2 separate regions of the Mus musculus genome follow, and region 2 is linked to region 1. Evidence: chromatin contacts called from public HiChIP or PLAC-seq data. All regions are on one chromosome and are shown on one strand. The core of a region is the stretch at or near the end of the contact, and the rest is flanking DNA. Distances in the headings are between cores, read along the strand shown. Region 1 holds the start of Grhl3 (grainyhead like transcription factor 3). Region 2 has its middle 8.9 kb from the start of Gm30941.

Region 1 (4,267 bases), core at 924-3,423:
GGCTTCCTGTGTAAGGAGTCACAGAGACCCTCTGATGATCTCTAACAATGGCTGTGAGCACAGAGCCAGGACCCAGAGAGGGAGAGGACCCGTTTATAAAGCCCAGCGAGCACAGACATGCCACCCGAAATCCCAGTGTCTCCCCCCACCCCCCCACAAGCTCAGCAAGCATGAGTCACACCACATCCATTGCAACACGGCTGACAGAAACTCTCCAGCCTTTCATGAGGTGAGTTAGTCAGGGAGAAGACTACAAAGAGAAGTGTGCCATCCTTTGGGCTGCCGCGGGCCTGCAGTTCTTCTCAGCACCGTGACTGCTGTAAGCGATCGCTCAGAGCCAGTCACTGCTCACATTGCCGCTGCCTTCAGCTATAGTGAGTGATCTGCATCCCGGTCCCCTCATCTCACGGGATGATAGCAAAGTGCCTGACTCACTTTGGGTATTGACATGATGCATAAAGAAGGCTTGGCACGATACCTGATCTACGCAACATTCACAGCACCTACTGGGAGCCAGACACCTAAGCCAGTGCTGGAGAGTAACCAAGGCAGACAAGGCCTCTTGCTCCTACGGAACTCACGTTCCAGAGGGAAGGGAGATAGACACCTGATGATGTGAGAAAATCCGGAAGGGCTTTGCAGGGAACAGAATAAAGCCATGTGAAACCTGAGGGCTGGATGTCTGTTCTCACAAGCATTACTGGAGAGAGAGCTAGCCGTGTTAGCAATCACCATGGTCCTTAGCTAACCTCAGGGCTCCTTAGGGGTAGCCCTCAAACAGATTCCAATGGGAAAGGACTCCGATCAGTCTTCAAGCCCGGTAGCCCATCCTAAGCAGGCCCTCCTGAGTTATCAGATAGGGCTTCTCAGGGTAAAGTCACCTTTCCTCCAGAGGAACGCTCAAGGTGAGGTACCCAGGAAGAATGAGCAATGAACTGGGGGTGGAGTGGGGGGGGATGGTTGGGAGAGTGGGGGATGGGGAGAGTGGGCATGGGGGCGGGGCTGAGGGTATTGGTAAAAGAGTAAGCATGAGATTCCAAGATTCGCAGCTTAGATCTCTTTTCCTATGAACCCCATGGAAGCTCTCTGTTTCTGCTGGTACTTGTGGGCATTTGGGGATGACCACCCTAGGTTGTTCATAGCCCATCCCCCACCATCCCCTCGCCTAAGAGGCATCTCCTGAGTGCCTAGCACAGAGCACTTACAGTGTACTGGCCAGCTAAGACTCCTGAGGCAACCACCTTCAACTTTTCCATCCTTTCTGGGCTGGCCAGAGGCATGTGGTCTGCCCACATCCCGTTCAGATTGGCATCGCACAAGATGAAAGGCTGCCCTGCCCTAATTCCCTGATTCCCCACCCCATCTCTCTCTCTCTCTCTCTCTCTCTCTCTCTCTCTCTCTCACACACACACACACACACACACACACACTCATGCACATTGGGGGAGGGGGGGCTCCTCCTGAATAGAAACCAGCATTTTCTTTCCCCGCTATTGCCCCAGAACCCAGAGCGAGGAGACCTTGCACACTCGGTACTTAGTAAATGTCCCCTGTCAACTGAGGCCACCAACTTCAACTCAAGGAGTAGCTAGTCTCCCAGATGACTGAACGGGTCTCTGACACTGGCTCTCACCCTTAGGCAAGGCACCCTGCCTCTCCAACCTACATTTCCTCGATCACCTGTAGAGGGCATGGGGTTGGTTGGGGTGGAAGGGAGAGTTGACAGAAAGTCCTTCCTAGCTGGTTACTGGGAGAATAGGAAGAAATCACTTAGCTAACAAGACTAGAACCTGTGGTGTTTGTTACCCGAAGGGGAAAGTTCTGGAGAAAAGAGAGGGGACTCACAGAGAGCTACCTGCTCTCTTCCGTGAAATTTTCCGGGTAGAGAAGGTGACTATAAAGAGATATGGTGTCTGTGGGGAGATGTTTGTGGGATCCAGGATCCGAGCGATGAGATGGACAGAGATTTCCCTTTGAGCCAAGTACCTGTCTGTATTTTTCCTCTAGTTCTCCCGTTCCTTCCCAACGTTTGTCTCCTCCCTTTTCCCTCGTCTCCACCCCCTCACCCCCTCAGCTAAGAAGGAATTGGCCGGCTCCACCCAGTCAGCCCCCCGGAGCTCCGCCCCTGCTGGTGGGCCAAAAGTTAACATCTGCACCTGCTGTGGTCTAGCTGCAGTCGGCACCTGTGCTTCCAGCCAATCAGCGCCACCGCAGCCGGGGACCGCTGTCAGCAAAATCTCAACATCCAAAGCGCAACGTAGAGCAAACGCTTCCCCGGGCAGGAAGGGAATGTCTGTGTCAGAGGAGAATTAAGAGACGAGTGGTCAGCAGCGCCTGCGAGCCAACCAGAGACGGATCGCTGGAACCTCGGAGAAGGAAGATGTCGAATGAACTTGAGTGAGTAAAGCCACGGATGTCTGGCCTCCCGGCCTCCCCAGCACACCGAGGCTGGCTGGGATTCCCTGCAGAGGGAAGAGCAAGGGAGGCCGGGCGCCCGGATTCACACGGCAATTTGTAAGGGTGAATGAATGGGCTGACGATCCTGCCTTAGCGTGTTGAGGCACGTTCAGCTCTCTATCTAGAGCTGACTGTTTCCCTGGGAAAATAGTTTTTCTTTCTCTCTGTGCTGAGCAGTTTCGAGGAAGGCAAACACCCGGGCTGCCTGAAACCGTGAATCTTGGCATCGCTTTTTGATACTCTGGAGGTGCCTTGGAAATCAGAGACACTCCCGCCCCAGGGAAGCTTTCTCTCCTCTTGCCAAAGGGAACGTCTTGGAGGTGGTTCTCAGAGCTGTCTTATGCAAAGAGTTGAGTTTCTCTAAAGGTCCTTTATGTTGAGTTGGAACAGTCCCAAGCGATCTGGCTACTATAGTGTAATGGCTGTATACATGGGCTCTGTAGTGGCTTTCCTTAGGTTCAAACCCAGGCTCCGTCTCTCCTCCGCTGTTCATTCTTAAAAAGTCGTTGGACTTATCTGAGCTTCATTTTCCTGATTTGGAAATTTGGAACAAGAGAACTTTGTAGAGTTCTTAGGTGTGCTGAAAGCTGTAAAAATGCTTACCAAAGAGAAAGGGGTCTGAAGTTGCGTTCAATAAATTGTGGTCAGTTTTATCCAGAGGCAGTGCTAACGCTGGGGAAGCCGAGGACTAGATTTTGGTGAGGTCATCTGTGTTGTCTGGCGAGAGGCAGGTGCATTCCTGCCCACATCTGGGATCTAGAATCCCTTGACTGGCTGACGCTGACCTCACTCTCAGCCTCAGTATCAGGTACAGATGTTGGAGAAGACAGAAGTCGAGGGTGTGAGTCGCTTTAAGTTGTGGGCAAGGAGCTAGCAGGAAAGAAACAGACTTCCCCTTTCTCCCCTCTTTAGCAGTGACCCTCTTGTTGTTTCCTCCCCTTCTCTGTCTCTCTCTTTGGAGCTTTTCCTCAGCAGGTTAAGAACTCAAACGCTTGCAGGCAGAATTGATGGGTCCTAACTGCAGACAGGAACCCATGTACCGGCTAGCTCTGGGGTGTGTCCGGCTTGAACAGCCACATCTACTGTCCAACCACTATGGTTACAAGCATCAGGTTTCTTTTTTAATAGATTCTCAGGACACTGTTTTGACAGTTGAACCCCAATTAAAGTAAAAATAGAAACACAGTGTTAGGGCCCAGATTCAAGCCCCAACCCCTGAACTTATTATCTGAGTGACCCAAGCCTGCATCTCCTGGACTGTGCGTGCTGTGACCAAGTGGCAGTCCTTACAGGGTTCAGTTTTATGACAGTGATTGATTTAAAGCCTGTTAGGGAACATGCTAATAATGCCTTTCTCCCTTTGTGGAGACATTAATAATTGGGCATTTCTGAAGCTTTCTTGCTTTTTATTTTTCTATGCTTTACACACACACACACACACACACACACACACACACACACACACTTGAGACACACGTCTCCAGCACACTCACGCATGCCAATTACAGCTGCCTGCGGAGGCTGCAGAGAGAATCTTTTCAGGTTTCTCCTCAGGGGCTATGGAGAAGCTGGCTTACGGAACAGGTTTTCTGCTAGTGTCCTGAATGGTTTGGGTTGGAAGTCGGATGGGCTGACAGAAGAGGCTTCTCCGTTCAGGAAAGCCTGTGCCTGCTGAGTAATGCAGGTCAACTTTGAAGCTACCATTGGAGATTACAGTGATTGACCTGGGGGCTCAGCCACTCTGAGAACTGGGGAGTCTGAGGTTGCCTGTGAGTGTGTGTGTGTGTGTGTGTGTGTGTGTGTGTGTGTG
Region 2 (4,267 bases), core at 872-3,371, 72 kb before region 1:
GTGGGCGTCTGCCGAGAGGGAAATTGGATCCTCTTGAGCTGAGGTACAAGCCATCATGAGCTGCTCAACATGGGTGCTGGAAACCAAACTGGGGTCCTTTGCAAGAGCAATATGAACTCTTAACCACAGAGTCATCTCCCCAGGCCCTCATTTTTCCTTTCATCGAATAATTACTAAGTCAGGCTTCCTGCCATCTTAGGTCCTCAAGACACCCCTGGGACACCCCACTTTACAGATGAACAGTGGTGGCTCAGAGAGGGGACCAGCTTTCCCCCCATCTCTGCCACACAGTTTTTCTCAGACGAAGCCTGGAGTAGATCGGAGTAGATCGGTGTCTGCACTGCTATGCGCCTTTGATATTCATGGGAGAAGAGGTGAAAGGGCCGAGCAGAGCTCAACAGGGAACAAGGGCGCACAGAGATGACCCTGGGTCCCAGTAAATGGATTCAGCCTGCTTTCAATAAGTACAGCAGTAAAAGGGTTCTTTCTCACCCTGCGTTTTTGACAATGTGTTTTGAGTGTATGCTGATTTTTTTTAAAGAATAATAAATGTTATTTGAGAGGAATAAAAGAGTCTTCTCCAACTATCTACCCCAGAAACAATGTGGCAAGGGACTTCCTTTAGCTGCCATGGAAACCTCTGGGGTGGTCTCTATCTATGGGGTGGTCTAATAGTCTCTGTCTATGTCTGAAGCCCAGGCAGGATGCCTATGTGCCTGTGTGTGACTGAAGTGTTGGCTTCCAGGCTGCTCTGTTTCCAGTTACTTCTTATGCCTGAAACCCACAGGTTCCTCGGCTCACACCCATCCCTAGTTGACACAGTTGTTCCTCATATCTGGGTGTGGGGCTAAAGCTCTAGTTGATGGAAGTCAGAGGTACCATGAAACATCTTTCAGTGCCTCGGACAATCCCATCAATGGATTTTTCCAGGCCAATGAATGTGTCACCAGTATCAAGGCTGAGAAGCTTTGTAAGGATAACAAACTCATCCCACATTAACATACAAACACATTTTATACAGCAGTGTCCTGGTTAGCCTTCAGTATGTACTTGACACAGCCCAGAGTCATCTGAGAGGAGAAGCCTCAAGTGAGGAATTGCCTCAGTCAGACTGGCCTGTGGGCATGTCTGTGGGGGGACTGTCTAATTAGGAATTGATGCAGGAGGGCCAAGCCCACCGTGGGCGGCACTATCCCTAGGCAGGTGTACCTTGACCTCTGAAAAGTCAGTCAAGCGTGAGTGAGGCAGCAAGCAGCATTCCTCCATGCTGTCTGCTTCAGGAACCTGCCATTCCCCTCTGTGATGGGTTATAGTCTGGCAGCAGGAGACAAATCAACCCTTTCCTCCTTTTCCGGTGACGTGTTTTATCACAGCGACAAAAAGCAAACTAGAATAGACACCATGCTTTCCAAATAAGTGAGAGCAACTCAAGGTGGCTGGATTCCCCGAGCACAGCTGGAGCCTCTGCGTTTCCTCTATTGCAACAGTCTGGAAAACTCCACCGTGTGGTGAGGCGCAAAGGATAGTGGCAAGGACAAACAACACTGGGGTGTGACTATGGCTTCCTGAATCTCTCCAAGGGTCTTTGAGAGGCCTGAGGGTTCGGAGCCTACTTTCTGAGAATTTCAGGGATGCTGCCAGAAAGATACGTCCAAGCAGCAGGCAACATGAAATGACCAGGAATACCTATCTGTCTTTTCTGTGGTCCCTGGGGTGCAGGATAGATGGGTGAATGCCAGCTGCAGTAGGCAGCCTGGCCCAGCCTCCGGAATCTTTCCTCGCCCTCCTCCCCACATTCTTCTGTAAGCTTGGCCGTGCTGATCTTTTCTGGGAATGATCTCATGTTTCACTAAAGGCAGACAAGTAGCCAGGATGATGGAAATAAAAGAGTGTAGGGGTAGGGGAGAGGGAGGAAGGGGTGCTTGCTTTCCACTGCCTTGGGGTCCCGTGGGTGAGGGTGTGTGGGGAGGGCCCACGCCTCAGCCTTGCCCCTGAGCCCAGCCCTAGGAACGGTGATCAAAGTGGCCCGCCTGCCTGAGTCACCCACTGGAGTTTCGCAGGATACGATAGCCTAATCTCTGACACGGAAAGCTGGAGGCCCGGCTTTTGAGGCCCCACAAGGAGGCTGGGAATAGATAGGGCAGGGTGTCTTCATGTTCAGGAGGCCTAGCTGCCTCTCCCCTCCTCCCACCTCTCTTGTCTCCAGGTTCTCAGCTTGAGGGGTGGGAGGAAGACAGTGGGTCCTAACTGTCATGCTTTTGGAGGCTGAGAAAACAAGCCTGGAGAGCATTGACACAGCACCGACTGTATACAGCTCTGGGCTGATTCATTTCCGCACCTGCTGCGTTTAAACATCACAATGACTTTGCTTTGGGAATTGCGTATTCTTTCTCCGTTTTAGCTGCTGGGGTGGAGGGTTAAGTGCATAGGACACTTTATTATAAGCAGGGGACCTTCAGAGGTGAGATGCCAGCGAGGCTAGTCAGGAACCAAAGCCCGGATTCCTTACCTCTGCCCTGCAAATACTCAGGCAGGTGACTTCCGTTCCCAGGCACCCAGGCATCTCACAGGGACAGGGGAGGAGGGGTGAACCCCATCTCCCTGCAGATACTTGAGATGTAAGAAGATAAGCAGGCATCCTGCCTTCCTTCGGGCTCTGTAGTGGGCTTGGCAGGGAGATGCTTCTGTGTGGCTGTTGAGCAAGCACACGGGCAATCACAATGTGTGGTGTTAAGTGCTGTGCTGGGGGAAGTGGGGTACCAGGGAGCCAGAGGCCCCAGGGCTCTGAAGGAGAGAAAGACTTCCTAGAGAAGGCGATACACCCACATGAGACATGAAGTGGGCTCTAATGGAGGAGTGGGTTGGGAAGAGGAGGAGAAGTGAGGAAGAATGTAGGAGGAGGAGAGAAAAGGGAGGAGGGAGAGGAAGAGGAGCAAGGGGAGGAGGGAGAGGAAGAGGAGCAAGGGGAGGAGGGAGAGGAAGAGGAGCAAGGGGAGGAGGGAGAGGAAGAGGAGCAAGGGGAGGAGGGAGAGAAGGAGGAACACCTTTAGTGGCTGGAGGGGCAACACTTTAGGACCTGTAGCCACTTTTACAGGAGTTACTAGTGTGTGTGTGTGTGTGTGTGTGTGTGTGTGTTTATGTCCTGCCAGAGGCAATTTGGGGTTTCTACCCTGAGTCCTTCTCATGCCCACACAACTGCCTTCTGTTGATACTATCACTAGCTGGTCACTGAGATGACTGTCAGAGGAGCTACAGCTAGGGGAACAGCCCAGGGGCTGTCACAGGAGACTAGACTTCATGGGAGTATGATCTCAGGGCCTCACACAAGTTAGGCAGAGCTCGACCACTGAGCTGTCATTCAGCCTTTAGCTTGGAAAAGAATGATCCTTGTTTTATTACTGTTTTCTAATTCAGCGGTGTGTGTGTGTATGTGTGTGTGTGTGTCTGTTTGTGTGTGTGTGTCTGTGTGTGTGTGTGTTTACAGGTGCCATGCCCATACATGTGTAAATATGGCACAACATGTTACTTGTGTGGTCAAAGGACAGCTTGCAGGAAGGGTCCTTTCTTTCCACCATGTGGGTTCAGGAGAGCAAATTCTGGTTGTCAGTAATAGGTTTGCTCTACCGATGAGATAAGCCAATGCAAGCTGAATTAGCAGTGTAAAGGCAGGTTTACTGGGGGCAGCTGGTTCATTGATTGGGCTAGTTCACTAATCCTAAGGAATGGGGCCAGGGAGATCACCTTGTAGACAGGGAGACAGAGAGGGGGCAGAGAGAGAAAGAGACAGAGAGAGACAGAGACACAGAGAGAGAGAGACAGAGACAGAGACACACAGAGAGAGACAGAGAGACAGAGAGGCAGAGAGACAGACAGAGAGAGAGGCAGAGAGACGACAGAGACAGAGAGACAGAGAGAGAGAGTCAGAGATCTGGGGTGACTGGTAGGTCTTTTTATCCTGCAGTGCACACCCAATGCACCTGGCTGTGGCTGACAATGACAAGCAATTGCTAGGTCCCTGAGAGCAGCCCAGTGAAATTGCCTGTGTATTATTAGGGTTAGGGTTAGGGGTGCTGGGTTTGAAGCCCAGCATCCCAGCCTCTTGTTGACAATGAGTAAGGGGCAATGTGATCTTCTGTGACTACTTCCTGCTGACACCAGAGTCACTATCGGGGAGCCCTACGAGCTGGACTATTGGCCAAGTCTGGGAAGAGGCTACATCCTTCGCTGTGCAGCTCCGCAGAACCTTCTGGAGCTAGGACACGAAGGC

The links. HiChIP or PLAC-seq counts read pairs in DNA pulled down with a chosen protein or histone mark.
Region 2: a FOXA1 HiChIP or PLAC-seq map of pancreatic cancer cells shows a contact between it and region 1. The contact joins the enhancer-like site here to the promoter of Grhl3 in region 1. A contact is called at or near these places in 14 of 39 promoter capture datasets (the 3T3-L1 cell line, 3T3-L1-derived adipocytes, the SN4741 cell line and 10 more), 15 of 484 Hi-C or Micro-C datasets (Sertoli cells, bone marrow-derived dendritic cells, cardiomyocytes and 9 more), 17 of 115 datasets of contacts at active chromatin or transcription factors (SST interneurons, T-cell acute lymphoblastic leukemia, cardiomyocytes and 10 more) and 5 of 9 other capture datasets (adipose tissue, embryonic stem cells, liver and 2 more).

Annotation. Positions count from the first base shown.
Region 1 is chr4:135,571,538-135,575,804 of GRCm38.p6, reverse strand. It overlaps Grhl3 (grainyhead like transcription factor 3), which reads left to right and starts at 2,173. Exons shown (of 16, transcript NM_001013756.2): 1 at 2,173-2,397. The coding sequence starts at 2,381. Gm30888 (a long non-coding RNA gene) reads right to left here and starts at 2,225. Exons shown (of 3, transcript XR_390832.2): 1 at 2,157-2,225.
Region 2 is chr4:135,643,000-135,647,266 of GRCm38.p6, reverse strand. No RefSeq gene overlaps it. Among named protein-coding and RNA genes, the nearest start is that of Gm30941, 8.9 kb to the left of the region's middle. Within about 2 kb of position 2,121, at least 24 of the 459 cell types and tissues checked have an H3K27ac peak or open chromatin away from gene starts, as enhancers often do. A contact at or near this core is called in epidermal suprabasal cells, fetal liver, palatal mesenchyme and 2 more, where this site is marked.